Linked DNA regions of Mus musculus: all the other regions are linked to region 3. The links are chromatin contacts, called in public HiChIP or PLAC-seq and capture Hi-C maps. All regions are on one chromosome and are shown on one strand. Each heading gives the region's core, a stretch centred on a gene start, on an enhancer-like site or on the middle of the called end of the contact. The rest is flanking DNA. Distances are from core to core; before and after follow the strand shown.

Region 1 (4,927 bases), core at 98-2,597, 390 kb before region 3:
CTAAAATGCATGTATACAAACATATCAATAGGATAAAATTCCATGCATAATATATACATCATTACATTATCTTGGTAAGTATACTGGCTAATTTTACTTTGTGCATGCATGCACGTGTATGTGCATGTGTGTGTGTGTGTGTGTGTGTGTGTGTGTGTGTGTGTGTGTGCTTGTCAACTTGACCTAAGCTAGGTCATCTGGGAAGAGGGAACCTCAATTGAGAAAATGTCCCCATCAGATTGTCTTAGGCAAGTCTAGAGGACATTTTCTTTTAATTGACTATTTATTGATGAGGAATGGCCTGGCCCACTGTGGGAGGTAGAGTCTTGGGCAGTTTAAGAAAGCAGGCTGAGCAAGCCATGTGGAGCAAGCCAGTAAGCAGCTCCCTTCTGCTTCAGTTCCTGCCTCGAGGTTCCTCCCTGAGCTCCTGCCCTGACCTCCCCCAGTGATGGAACATAAGCTGCTGTAAGGTGAAATAAGCCCTTTCCTTCAATAGCTTTCAGCCTCCTTCTAAGCTACTGTGAAGTAGCTTTGGCTGTGGTGGTCGTCACGGCAGCAGAAACCTGACCAAGGCAGCAGAGGTCAATTAATCGATTAATTTATACTTTTTCCCATAATATTTTCAGCACAGTGTCATTTATTATTATTATTATTATTATTATTATTATTATTATTATTATTATTATTATTGTCATTTTGAGCCAGGGTCTCACTCTGTAGCTCAGGCTACACTCGTTCTGCCAGCTAATGTGTTCTATAGAATCCCATCCCACCATCTTACTGACTTGGTCCCCAATGCTTCCTTCTATTCTGTCTTTATGAGTATATTTGCACGATTTTATTCTTTTGAGAATTATGCCTTCCTGTTTGTCTTTCTGTCTTTGTTTTCCTCTTCCCTCCTCTCCTTGCTTGGCATACAAGGCACAGCACAGCCTGTCTTCTGCTTTTGCTGACGAGCTGCCATCAACCCCCTTTAAGCTACAATCCACAAAGCTATTTACATAGTTCAGTACCCTCTGCAGTCAATGTCAGTCACTCTCTAGGAAGGGAGACCTGTTGGTCAGACTAATTCAGGGACCCTACTAAGTGAAGGCAGCAGAATACACAATAAACAACCTACTTTGTTCTAGGACCTCATACTCTGTAGACTTTTCTCTCCCGATGCTGGTCCATTTTCCCACATTTCAACAGCCAACACTGACTCTCCAGGTAACCAGTTCTTGGCTTTTATCACACAGTGTTAGCAAAGTGTTCTGCCTAGCAACAAATGATGCAAAGTCTTCGCTCTTGATTGGTTAACAGTGTGAAGGAGGCTGCATAATTACCTATCTATTTTTTTTTTCAGCTGTGTGGAAGACAGCTCTATTCTAAATAGGTGTATCAGTCTCTTCATTGCCCCTTTGTCCCCTCCAGAATGGGCGCTGGGAGGGCCCCCTGGGTGGTGGCTCTGTTGGTGAACCTCATGAGGCTGGATTCCTTCATGATTGAAGGCAGAGACTCCCCAGGTAAGAAGAGAGGGGTTTGATTCTGGGTGTGGTTTTCTGGAATTGGCACGGGGCTAACTCTCCCCATTCTCTGTGGACCAAAGTCTCAGACTAGAGTGGCTCTGACTTTAAAGAGTCCCCCCAGCCAGGTGGTGGTAGCACACGTCTTTAACCCCAGCACTCAGGAGGCAGAGGCAGGTGGATTTCTGAGTTTGAGGCCAGCCTGGTCTACAGAGTGAGTTCCAGGACAGCCAGGGCTACACAGAAAAAAACCCTGTCTTGACAAACCAAAAAAAAAAAAAAAGAGCCCCCCCCACCCCCCCACTGACCAGGAAGCTCATGCGCTCCTCAGCACCCACAAAGAACTGCCTGGAAAGGTCTTCTCACACCCAAGACACAGATACCAGGGGAGTGAGGAGGGGAGTGAGGGAGGGAGGGAGGAAGGAGACATTTTCCCCTGTTGGGCTCCTTGTGCATCAACATCAGACACTAGAACCTTGAAAGCCGGAGTCTGAGCAGCTGAGCTTTCTCTACGAGCATCTACTCCTTTTATGGCTTTCTGGTGAAATTGGAAATCACATCTCCAACTATTAAGCTCCTGGTTAGCGTTCAGCATCGTCCTGAGAAGTTTTGAGGTGTGAGTGAAGTTGAGAGCTCAGACAAGTTGAGTATGTTAGTTATCTTTGGCCTCAGGTTGCTGTGTACAGCTTGTTTTTTCACTGGGAGACGGGCTATGCAAACACCAGCGTTGCTAGACCATGAAAACTCAGGCTTGTGAGCAGAAAACAGGATGTGATATGCTAAGAAAAGACTCCCCTCTAACGCCAGTCTCATTAAATACAGAAGAGGAACAAGCCTAGGAGGGGCATCCGTTTTCTCGGAGAACAAAAACCGCTCTGAGTTTATCACGTCCATTTGACAAATGGGGAAAAAAAAAAACAGCACGGAGTTTTAGATGATGATGAAAACCCCATATACTTTCTCTTTAGCTTGTAAAGAGGGAACAGAGAAGGGTAGACATGCTGAGGGACTGGAGGCTGGCACCTCGTCTGAACTCAGTGGCCCTCAGAGGGGCCTGGATGGTCATGGAAGTCATTCTCAGGGGGTGGCTGAGCACTGCTGGAGGAGACTGCTGAGCTTAGGAATAAACAGACCCACAGCTCATTATCCTTCAAGTCGCAGCTTAGCCGCTTCATGGAGGTCTGCCTGCTTTATCATTTTCAAGCGCACAGAACTGAGCCACAGCACGCTGTCATCACAAGAAGTCTTTCTCTTCCTGTCCCGTCTCCTTCCTCTTCTTCCCCATGAATACCATTCCAAGTTTGCCTTCAACATGAGTGTAGTGTTCAGAAACATAGAATGGGCCGAAAGATGGCTCAGTGGTTAAAGCCACTTGCTGCCAAACCTGACAACTTGAGTTCAATCCCTAGGAACCACGTGTTAGATAAGGGGTGGGGGAGAATAACAGGGGAGGGGGAGGGGAGGACAGGGAAGATGGGGATGGGGGAGAAAGGAGGACACAGGGACTGTGGGGGACAGGGACAGGTACGAGGGGAACCAGGGACAGGGGGCACACAGGGGGTGAGGATGGGGAGACAAGGTGAGGGAGGGGTGGGGGAATAATGGGGAGGAAAGACAAGGGGGTTAGGGATGGGGATTGGGAAAACTGGGGTGGGGGACAGATGGGGGTGGGACATGACATGGGGACTGGGTGGGGACTGGGCTGTGGGGTAGGGGACAGGATGGAATGGGATAGACTTACTCCTGAAAACTGTTTTCCTTGTTCACATTTTAAATAAATGCCAATAAGCATTAAATGACATTAAGTGACTTTGTCTCTTAATGTCATTTAAGTGACTTTGTCTCTTAATGGTGGGCTTTTGAGAACGTTGCTATCTGACTTAGTGTGCCAGGTGCAGGCTTTCCCAGAGGTGCAGCTGGTTCCTAATCCTTTTATGGTTTCCAGAGAATTTTGTGATTCAGGCAAAGGCGGACTGTTACTTCACCAATGGTACAGAAAAGGTTCACTTGCTGGTCAGGTTCATCTTCAACCTGGAGGAGTATTTACACTTCGACAGTGACCTGGGGATGTTTGTGGCTCTGACGGAGCTGGGGGAACCTGATGCTGACCAGTGGAACAAACGCCTGGATCTCCTGGAGACGAGCAGAGCTGCTGTGAACATGGTCTGCAGGCAGAAGTACAAGCTGGGGGCCCCCTTCACTGTGGAGAGAAATGGTGGGTGACAATAAGATCTAGGGGTTCTCTGTGAGAACCTTGTAATAGGCATTTAAAAGGTTTTAAATTACAGCAATCATCTATCTGTCTGTCTATTATTTATTTGTGTGTGTTCCATGCATGCCATAGTGGAGGTTAGAGGACAATTTGAGGCAGTTGGGTCTCTCCTTCCATCATGAGGGTCCTAGAGAATGAACTCAGGTCATCAAGCTTGGGGGCCTGTGATTATACCCTGTCCTCAGCTGTGAATTGTTGGCTTAGAATTTTCAAAAGCTACTTTAATAATGGTTCTTAAGTGCTTCAACCTCCCTTCTAGCCCACCATCCACCATAGAGAGTGGAAAGGAAAGGTTGATAGGAAATAGGGGTTGTGGACCTGCTTAGAAATAGTTCTTTAGGGGCGATTCCAATCTTCGTTGTCAGCAGTCCACCCCTCTAGCATAGCATCAACACGAATCAACAGCTGCAGTCCAGTCCACTTGGCAATCACTGCTCATGAATTAGCAATGGCAATTTGATCCAGAAGAAACCGCATGGCTCTGCCAATTGGCCTGAGTCTACAGAGACAGGAAGAAGCTGCAAGAATATCACAAGTTCTTTACCAAGTTACTCTCTATGCAGTCATGTCAAGCGAAGATAAGTCATGCTATGCAAGGCAAACCAATATTAGGGTGTTGTCAGCAAAGACTAGTGAGGCACAGCAAGGCGAACCAATACCAGAGCCTCCTCCCACTGTCATTGGGGTCATATTTATGCTTTCTTCCACAAATCATGCTTTCTCTCACTTGTCTGCTTCAGCAAAACATCCTCTAACCTGTGTCAGCTTCAGCCAAGCATCCTTCCATCTGTCTGCTCTGGCAAAACATCATCTGACATAATGGAGTTTCCAAAGAAACCAGAAATTTCCACTTCCTCCTAAAACCTCAGAGTTCTCAGGGTCTTTGAGAACTGGTGTAGCCTTGAATACAGTGGGTGGCTGTGGGGTGACCTGGCAGAGTCTATGTCCTTCCTGTGGACATCCACACATGCTTCTCAGTCTATGGTGTTAGGTACCCACACTTCCAGCTTCTACTTGGCTAGTATGGGAGATGGATCACGGTGGTCACAGCCCCTCTAGATGGTCCTGTCCTTGCTGTGCTTTTTGTTTCTTCTCTTGCCAGTGCCTCCAGAGGTGACAGTGTATCCAGAGAGGACCCCGTTGCTGCAGC
Region 2 (4,764 bases), core at 1,120-3,619, 450 kb before region 3:
TGATCATGAGGGTGGGAGGAGAGGGAAAGAGTCTTTTCAAAGGTTTCTTTAAAAACCCTGGCAGCAGTAAAGTCTATTAAGAAGCCTGGGAGCCCAGAAGGTTACAGTTGAGGGCCATGGCAGAAACAATAGGAATCCAGTTCCAATCGTGGAGAACTAAGGAGTCCTGGGCCCCTCATGTCAAGGGAACAGCGATCTTTGTGCACAAAGCCCTAACGCAGATGAAACCCTTTAGTGGATCTACGTCATGATCCAGTAAAGGGTTGAAGTTACAAGCAGCCATGTACTACCTGGTGTGGGTACAGGGAGCTGAACTCCAGTCCTTGGTGACAGTAGTCTGTGGTTTTCTTTTTTTTTTCTAAAGATTTATTAATTTTATGTGGATGAGTGTTTTGCCTGTTTGGATATATGTGCATCATGTGCATGCAGTGCCGGAGGAAGCCAAAGAGGGTGCAGGATCCCCTGGAACTGGAGTCACAGATGGTTGTAAGCCATCATGCGGGTGCTGGGAATTGAACTTGGGTCCTCTGCAAAAACAAGATGTGCTTTTAGCTTCTGAGCCATCTGTCCAGCACTTGCCCCAAGTGTTTGTTTTGCTTTTTGAGACAAGGTCTGATTATGTAGCCTTGGCTAGCCTGGAACTCACTATGCAGACCAGGCTAGCCTTGAACTCAGAAAGCTCTTCCTCTTGCCATTACCGCCCAAGTGCTGGAATTAAAGGTCTATATCACCAGTCCCGGCTCTTTCATGGATTTTTGAGAATTTTTAGGTCATTTGCTTTTAATTTCTCCTGTTATAACAAAAAATTTATTTTTTTCTTAAATTTATTTGCATTGGAAGTAGTGGCGGTGGTGGTGGTGGTGGTGGTGTGTGAGTGTGTGTTGTGCGCGCACACTGTAGGGCTGCCTAGAGGTCAGAGGACAACTTTCAGGAGTCAGCCCTCTCCTTCCACAGTAGGATCTGGGATTTGCACTCAAGATCAGACTCAGTCAACAAGTGCTTTTACCCACTGCAATATCTTGAGGGCCCAAATAACTATATTTGAAGGAATATAATTCTTTCAAAGTGTATATTTATCTACATCCTACAGAAGTTGACATGATTTTTTTTGTTTTGCATAGTATCATATCGGGTCTAATGAAGACATTATCATATAAGTACTGTGCTGGGTAGTTTTGGGCTAACTTGACATAAGCTAAAGTCATCTTGAGAGGATGGCTTAAGAAAACGTCTGGAACAACTTTCTAAATTAGTGATTGATAGGGGAGGGCCAAGCCCATTGTGGGTGGCGCCATTCCTGGGCTGGCAGTCCTGGCTTCTATAAGAAAGCAGGCTGAGCAAGTGATGACGCCCCTCCATGGCCTCTGCATCAGCTCCTGCCTCCAGATTCCTGTCCTGATTTCCTTCGGTGACTAACAGCTATGTGGAAGTGTAAACAGGATGAACGCTTTCCTTCCCAGGTAGCTTTGGTCCTGGGGTTTCATTGCAGTAATAGTAACCCTAGATGGGACAAGACTTTGATCAAGCGTTCCCTTTCATTGTCCCCTTCCTGTAGACATGACTTCTCTTCCTATAGACAGTCTCCCCTCTGCTTTCCTGGACACGGAATTTTTTTTTTTTTTTTTTTGAGACAAGGTCTTTCTTGTCTATTCTCGACTGGCTTTGAATTCAGAATCTGCAGGCTCTGCCTCTCTAGTAACATGTAGCATTTTCCATATGTAACATTTTTACCAGCCATTTCCCAGTAAATGAGTTACTTCATTTGGGGTTTTATCCTAAATCCCCGTGAGCAATGTTTTGTTAGTTTCCAAAGCACGAGGATTCTAAGTGTCTATTTGTTGCCAAGTTGCCAGGCTGTTACAGAGCACAGTTTCTGGGACCCTGGCTCTCTGAAACTGACTAGGGATTGCTTTAGTATAAACATAAACCACTGGGACTCTGGCTCTTTGAAACTGACTAGGGATTGCTTTAGTACAAGTATAAACCACTCAGTCCTGGTCCTACTTGGCTTCAAAAGTTGAATATCGCATTTGGTATTTGAGATGGAGATTTAAAGACGGAATTTTATTAGTCTTCTGCCTGGTTTTCTTTCTTTCTTTGCTCTTACTGCCTTGTGGCTCAGAACCAGCTGTTGCCTGTTTGATAGTTTGTGACCAATACCTGTACTGTTAAATTGGCCATTTGAGAACTCAAAAAGTCCCAACTTGTAGTGTTTTCGGTTTCCATGGTCTTAGATATTTCCACTGCAGACAACATCAAGTTGCCAGTGGTTAACAACTGTCTTTCAGAACTCTCAAGTGTTTCGGTGGGTCTGCCAGCCCTTGTAAGCTAGCGCCACGTGGTATATGCTTATTTGTCTGTCTGTCTGTCTGTTGTGCAAGATGCCTGTGTGCCCTGAGGTCAGAGGACAGCTTCAAGGGCTCTGCATTCTTCCCTGACCACGTGGATCCAGGGAATAGAACTTTGACCATTACCCACGGGCCATGTTATTTCTTGACAGTTCTGTTGTACATTTGTTTTAGTCTTTGGCTTTATTTATTTTTCTCACCCTCAGTTTCCCTTTGTCTCAGATGCTTTTTTTTTTTTTTTAATCTTGCCTCTGGGAGATGTTTCAAACTCTTGGAACGAATGATACAGTTGTTTGATTGATAGAACGAAGCCTTCCAGTGTGAATGCGTTTGCATTTCAGCTTGTTGCTGGCTGGCTGTGTGGTGCTGGTTCAGACATGTCACAGGCTTGAGGTGTTAAGGCTAACTGAGTTCGGAGAGTCCCCACCTGACCCCTTCTCCGTTCCCCTCACCAGGGAGACCTCCCTCCTGGCTGCAGTTGAGCAGGGTGCACCGGGGCTGGTTTCAGGGCATGCTGGGAGTTCTGACTCTGCTCACTGGCCACTTTCAGTTCCTGCTTTCTGAATCCTATCCAGAGTTCTCAGTGGTCATCATACTCTGGAGAGACGAGGGGAAGGGGTGGGCTCTTAAACTATCATTTATATTTAAAAAAAAATTAAACAACAGAGTTAGAAGCAGATCCAGGCATTGAGTTTAGATGACCCACCACAAGCACCCGGTTTCAAAGGAGCGGGACCATACAGAGCATATTGGATCTGTGTGCTCAGATTCATACTCAAGGTTCAGTTGACTACGCCTGCTCATTTAGTTATTAGCAAAATGGCCCTGAGCTCTGAAGACACAAACCACCTCAGGGTGACTGAGCCTTCATCTGACAGGATGAAGGGAATGATTGACCCTGCCTAAGGACATGAAACCATGGGGTTTGAGAGCTGTTTAACATGGCTCCTGGGACACCCATGAGCTGCTTGTCAGGGGCAATGGTTTGTACCCTCATCTGTGAGCCCCAAAGTGAAACCATATCTTTCTTTTTAGCTTTACCTTTGAACTGTGTTCAGCTGTCCTGTGCAATTTTTGTGGTTTGAATTATTTTAAAGCATTATTTATCCTGTGTGGCATGTGGAGGCCACAGGTCATTAGCAGGTGACTTCTTCAGTCTCTCTCTACCTTACTTTTTGGGACAGGGTTTCTAACTGAACTTGGAACTCATTGATTTTGTTGGTCAATGTGTTCCACGGGTCTGTGTTTCTGCCTCCCCAGTACTGAAGTTCTAGGTAGGTGTCACTGTACCTGGTTTTTAAGTAAGTGCTGGCAATCTGGTCCCAAATTTTTGTGCACAGCTAGCCCTTTATTGACTGAGCCATCTCCTCAGCACAGGATCTACAATATTACAACCCATCCAGGGGCAGGAGAGATGGCTCAGTGGTTAAGCACCTGGCTGTTCTTGCAGAGGGCCCGGGTTCAGTTCCCAGCACCCACATGGCAGCTTGCAAGCAGACTCCAGTTCCAGTTTCCAGTGTCCTTCTTCTGGCCTCTACAGGGACCTGCACACATCCATGCAGGAAGAAAAAAAAAACCACATACAATGAAAGTAAACAAATCTATAAAATTAAAAAGAAGTCAACCCACAGTGACCTCTCATATCTGAGGGCTTTTCTCCCAGGGTGCTCCGCTCTCTTTCTCTGGAGAAAGTGTTTGGCATGGGGATAAAGAACAAGAAGGTCTTCAATTTAATGTCGAACTTCACAGATTCCATTTTAAATCTCAGTTCTTACTGTCTAGAAGTTCACTGAGTCTCGCAGACTTTGAATGTGGTTCCCTTTGTGTGGATGCTTTTTTATTTATTTGCAACTAATGATTTATTTATTTTTTTAATAATAAAGTTTATTTTTACAAAAGAATGGAAGGGCATGCTGATCTGGGCCGGGGAGGACGCTTCCCTCCACACACCGTGTCTCTCTGATACACATATTTCACCTTTGCCCATCGCACCGGCCTTCTGGTTCCAGAAAGTTTATTACAAACAAGGAAGGGACTTCTGGGGATCAGTCACTCATCGTAGAATTTTGGCAGCTCATCTCCCAGGATGACTCGATGGTCCACACCAGCAGCTGTGATGGTGACCAGGTAGATGACACCCCCACTAGAGCCATCTCGGTTCATGGCCAGAGTGATGGCTGTAGAGGATTCACGTTGGAAAGAGGAGCAAAAAAAAAAAAAAATGACTTAAATACTCGTTTCCTTCCCTTTCCAACTACATGCTACTTCCCCCCAGAACACATCACAACGTCCAGCAAACCAGCACCTGCCCATATCCCTACTGTAAACGTTCAAGTTACCTATAGGCTAGCACACATTGTCCAAATCCTTGACTGCTGAGCCATCAAGTTCGTGTGAGCTAGCTGGGGGCGGGGGT
Region 3 (4,710 bases), core at 1,657-4,156:
CAGTGGGTAAGAGCACCCGATTGCTCTTCCGAAGGTCCGGAGTTCAAATCCCAGCAACCACATGGTGGCTCACAACCATCTGTAACAAGATCTGATGCCCTCTTCTGGAGTGTCTGAAGACAGCTACAGTGTACTTACATATAATAAATAAATAAATCTTTAAAAAAAAAAAAAAAAACTTTCCTAACAGTAAAATTGCATATCGCTGCATGTGTGTCATCGGAGGTGGGCTTTCGTATATGGTAAAGAAAGCCGCCGGGCAGGCATGGTGCACACCTTTAATCCCAGCACTCAGGAGGCAGAGGCAGGTGGATTTCTGAGTTCGAGGCCAGCCTGGTCTATAGAGTGAGTTCCAGGACAGCCAGGACTACACAGAGAAACCCTGTCTCGAAAAACCAAAAAAAAAAAAAAAAAAGACAGGGTCACTCTGTAGACCAGGCTGGCCTTGAACTCAGAAATCTGCCTGCCTCTGCCTCCCAAGTGCTGGGATTAAAGGCGTGCACCACCATGCACGGCTTGAGAAACCCTGTCTTAAAAAACCAAAAACCAAACAAACAAACAAAAAAATCAGGCATTAGATGTTAAATAATTGACTATAAAGATTTATTAACCTGCTCTTGGAAATATGCCACTAGCCTTGGGTGGATGCCCCTCTGAATACATCCTTTCAGAGTTGTTACGCTTGGATGATTTCTATTAATCATCACATGTTCTGTTTGTGAGTCAGTGAATATATTTTTTCAGAGTTCTAATATTTGTTCTTTTAATGTATAAGATCCCCTGCTTGAGAGCTGCAAAACACTCAGATTCAAACTGCCTCTGTGTTTGTTTCTGTTTGTCACTACCAAATCCTTACCCACCTAGGCTTCGAGGACCCTCATTTCAGGGACCCCCTATACCAGACTGGGGTGGTCCATGGCAATAAGCCATTTTTTTTTAAATTTTTGCATCAGACTACACTCTTTGAGGCAACTGGCTGGTTTGCACACCACATTCTGAACAGTGTCTATTTTATAAGTGTTAAATGGAAGCGATTGCTTTGGTTATGTCAGATTGGGAGCAACAGGCCTCATCCTCCGTAGCACCCCGACCACGGAGGCCCACTCACCGTGCCAGTAGTTGCAAATGGAAAATTCCTGGCCCCAAGGACTATAGCAGACCCGATAGAGGTTAGACCGCATGGACGTGGGGAAGAGCCATTTCAAATAGTCCGTGTCTGAAAGAGAACCGCCATGCCAAGGGCCATCAAATCTCTGTGCCCCGAACACACTATACTGCCTTCTATGGCACCCACAGTGCCCACTCACCTCCATACTGGCCCATCTGTGGGGAGGAGAGGGAGATGAAAGAGTCCACATTGTGGTTATCCATGACAGACAGCAAAGCACGGCACACCAGGCCCCCTGGAAGCAGAGCACCAGTGTTGGAAATGGTCTTTTAGGTTGATTGATTTATTTCATGTATATGAGTGCACTGTCCCTGTCTTCAGACACACACACCAGAAGAGGGCATCAGATCTCATTACAGATGGTTGTGAGCCACCACATGGTTGCTGGGAATTGAACTCTGGACCTCTGGAAGAGCAGTCAGTGAGTGCTCTTAACCGCTGAGCCATCTCTCCAGCTCCGAAAGGGTCTTAAGAATAGCCACTGGAGTGATCCTTACTTCCTGTCTCTCAGAATCCCAGGCCTCCGATACACTCCATTCCAGCACGGGTCACAGGTCACATGATGGAGCCATGGTGCGAGTTTAGGCCTCTGACCAACTGAAATGCTTTTAGCTGCTCTGTAATTCCTTAAATCTAAGAACCATGGCCAATGAGCACAGAAGGAACCCTCCCTCCCACTCAGGACACAAACGCCAGAAAGTAGGCCTTAGATAAGGGTCAAGCTCAGACGGGGGTTGGGAGTTAAGAGTGTGCGTTGCTTACCCTGGGAGTAGCAGATGAGGTGCACTCCTTCAGGGGCCTTTTCCATGATGGGGACCACAGCCTCTCGGAACCCTTGTACCTGTTCCCACAGGGGCCGCAAACTCTCTCTGCCATCGAAGAGATCAAGCACTGTCACCACAGTCCCGGTGTGTGTCTGTGGGAAAGGGGCAATGCGGCACTAGGTTGGACAAAGTGTATTCACTGTGCTTGCAGGAACCCCCATCCCTCAGCTCTCCCCGTGCGGGGAGCAGTACCCTGAAAACTAGCCTAGAGGGGCTGGCTGTCTTTCATCTGCCCACGCTTCCTCCCCCAGCCACTTTATATCCATTCAGTATCCCCCACAGACCTCATTGATATAGTCCAGCAGGTGGCGGAAGCTGTATGAACTGTCAAAGAGCCCGTGCACCACGATCACGGGCTTGTAGGACCCGCGGTGGGCTGCGGGGGCTGCGGGCATCAGCAGCGGCAGGAACGGCAGGAGAAGCAAAGCCCAAGCCGAAGGAAGCCTCTGCCTCCATAGCCCCGGCATGCTCCCACCTGAGAAGGAACGAGAGGCCGTGAGGGAGACGACGCCTCTCCACTCCCAACAGACTCACAGCAAGCAACTCTCCGGCCTCCGCTCCTACTCCTGGTCCGTATGAGGGAAGGCTACTTTTAACTTACTCCATCCAGATGGCTCGGCACAAACACCTACCACCTCCATGCACCAATGCTCACCCTAAGTCCCGCCCCCAACTTGGCGCCCAAGGGACTTTGTCCCAAGGCCCAGGATCTCCCTTAAGCATCACCTCGGCCATTCACTACTCTGGGATCTGCAAAGGCCGGGGAACAGCGGCCCAGGACACACGGAGAGTGGAAACTCCCACCTGGTCTGTGTCTGGAGGCTTCGTTCCGCCAGCTGTTTACTTGTACCTAGTCTGTAATCCACCGGATACGGGGATAGGGGGACAAGGAGAGCGCGCAGTGGGATGACGGACGGGGCGCGGGGGGGGGGGGGGGGGTGCTGCTCGGGGTCGCGCAAAGCCGTCACGTCCGGGACTTTCCCTGGCAACAGGGCGAGCGTCCCCTGCAACGCGGACAGCGGACCGGAGGGGCAATGGAACATTCCATTGCACCCAAAGAACTGGGGAGGAAATAGACAGAGCGATCCATTTAGCCGGATGGGGAGAGGCAACAGCAGAAAAAGATAATACTGGGTTTCTAAAGAAGGCATTCCTAGGCTTCAGCTGCATCCAGCCACCCAGGGGTGCAACTTCCCCTCCTTAATGCGGCCCACTTTCCAATCCAGGCTGTCTGGCTTCGTAGCAGAGCCCAAGAAAACGTGCGAGGGGGGAGGTTAGGACTGACGAAAGGCGACTCCCGCTTCTATCGCTGGACGCCAGGCTTGTGTTAGGCCAGAGTGCCAGGCCGATCACAGCTGAAGAGCCCCTCTTCCCACTCCTGCCTGCCCTCCCGCTCCGGATCAGCGCCTTACAACTCTTCACTTTGAAGTGCGTGTTGTGCCCTTGTCTCCGGAGACGCCGAGAGTCCTCCAGGCCCCTCAAGTGAAGTGCAGCCTGACCCAGTTTCTCTGGCCCTACTTTTATCTCCGCATTCACGACCCACCCTCCCGGACCCACCTTATATGGGCGTGGGGCCCCGTGGGCTTCAAGGACTCACCACAGGATTTCCACCAGTCTTTCAATCCTGAGCGACCCCGACAAACTGCTCCTCAGATCCCTGCGGGCTGCTGGCGACACAAACCCTGCCAGTGCAGGCAGACTTCCTCCCCGCTGCGGGCGCTGGCACCACTCGGCCTACCCGTGACCCCTACGGCGCGCCGGAGTGCCAGGGAATAGCCTTTATCCGTCAGTGCTTTTACTTAGCAATTAAATAAGTTTGCAGGGTTTCTGAGCTTCAAGGCCTGTACTCAGGGACTTTGTTTAATCTGAACTTAATAAAACCAGAAGCGTGTATTGAAGATGGTGTGGGAGGGATGGGTCCAAGGTTCCCTCTGATCCATGCACGGTTGAAAAACCAGAACCACCGGTATGAGGCCGTGGGTAAAAATTTCTCAGACCTGGAACGGGCTCAAGCCAGGGCTTTGGAGACTGCTCTCCAGGACGCCACCAGAGGGGCTTTGTCCTAGAGCAACTGTCTCTGGAGAGAGTTGGAAAATCCTAAAGGGGTGTTTCTGATTCTCCTGCTAGGTTTCTGCAAAAAAGGCTCAACTGGTGTAACCTCTGTAGAGGGCCTATCCTTACCCCACCTCCCCACCCACGCCCTTACAAGACACAAAAAGCAAATAAAAAGAGTGGAAGTCACCGCTGTGTCTTGGGTTGACTCCGGGGGTGGATCTGCGTCTTGGGGCAGGAGGAGGGGGGAGAGAGGGAGTGCTTTAAGGAGAGGTTGTGACTGCTGACTGGACCAAGAACTCTTCAGCCCCCAACAAGCACGCTTTTCCAAACCTGCCTGTCACAAACAAGCAATTAGAGCTTGCTTCCCTCTGATGAAGCATTTCAGCTTCTTATAACCCTAGAGAAAGAAGGTACCTGTGTACCCCCACAGGCGCTTTCTTTTTCTCCTTTTCTTTAGCCACAGTCAGCATCTTACCTCTATTGTCAGGCTGTATATGGGGGAGGGGGGGTCTGAACCTCTTGGTTCCACTCTTTGTACAGTTCTGTCTCACACCTGGAGAAACCTAGAACTATCTTGCAGGATGTTCTGAGGGAAACTGAGGGAGCAACCCCATGGATGAGCAGGGACTGCTTGAACGGGGTCTGGAGATAAGTGTGGTAAAT

The links. HiChIP or PLAC-seq counts read pairs in DNA pulled down with a chosen protein or histone mark. Capture Hi-C pulls out chosen DNA fragments and counts their contacts.
Region 1: a contact with region 3 is called in a capture Hi-C map of macrophages, with 2.8 times the contacts expected there. The contact joins the promoter of H2-Ob here to the promoter of Ppt2 in region 3. A contact is called at or near these places in 8 of 484 Hi-C or Micro-C datasets (the G1E-ER4 cell line, the N1E-115 cell line, adipose-derived mesenchymal stem cells and 4 more), 5 of 115 datasets of contacts at active chromatin or transcription factors (bone marrow-derived dendritic cells, bone marrow-derived macrophages, epiblast stem cells and 2 more) and 3 of 9 other capture datasets (embryonic stem cells, macrophages and pancreatic islet).
Region 2: a contact with region 3 is called in an H3K4me3 HiChIP or PLAC-seq map of bone marrow-derived macrophages, with 2.7 times the contacts expected there. The contact joins the enhancer-like site here to the promoter of Ppt2 in region 3. A contact is called at or near these places in 5 of 39 promoter capture datasets (cranial neural crest, embryonic stem cells, hippocampal neurons and 1 more), 5 of 484 Hi-C or Micro-C datasets (B cells, cortical neurons and embryonic stem cells), 3 of 115 datasets of contacts at active chromatin or transcription factors (bone marrow-derived macrophages, embryonic stem cells and large pre-B cells) and 3 of 9 other capture datasets (embryonic stem cells, macrophages and pancreatic islet).

The regions. Positions count from the first base shown.
Region 1 is chr17:34,237,558-34,242,484 of GRCm38.p6, forward strand. H2-Ob (histocompatibility 2, O region beta locus) reads left to right here and starts at 1,348. Exons shown (of 6, transcript NM_010389.3): 1 at 1,348-1,505; 2 at 3,451-3,720; 3 at 4,880-4,927. The coding sequence starts at 1,415.
Region 2 is chr17:34,177,827-34,182,590 of GRCm38.p6, forward strand. It overlaps Psmb9 (proteasome (prosome, macropain) subunit, beta type 9 (large multifunctional peptidase 2)), which reads right to left. Exons shown (of 6, transcript NM_013585.2): 6 at 4,273-4,525. The coding sequence ends at 4,398. Among named protein-coding and RNA genes, the nearest start is that of Psmb9, 7.1 kb to the right of the region's middle. Within about 2 kb of position 2,370, at least 21 of the 459 cell types and tissues checked have an H3K27ac peak or open chromatin away from gene starts, as enhancers often do. A contact at or near this core is called in bone marrow-derived macrophages, where this site is marked.
Region 3 is chr17:34,624,529-34,629,238 of GRCm38.p6, forward strand. Ppt2 (palmitoyl-protein thioesterase 2) reads right to left here and starts at 2,907. Exons shown (of 9, transcript NM_001302396.1): 1 at 2,797-2,907; 2 at 2,277-2,467; 3 at 1,931-2,084; 4 at 1,308-1,403; 5 at 1,109-1,216. The coding sequence starts at 2,459.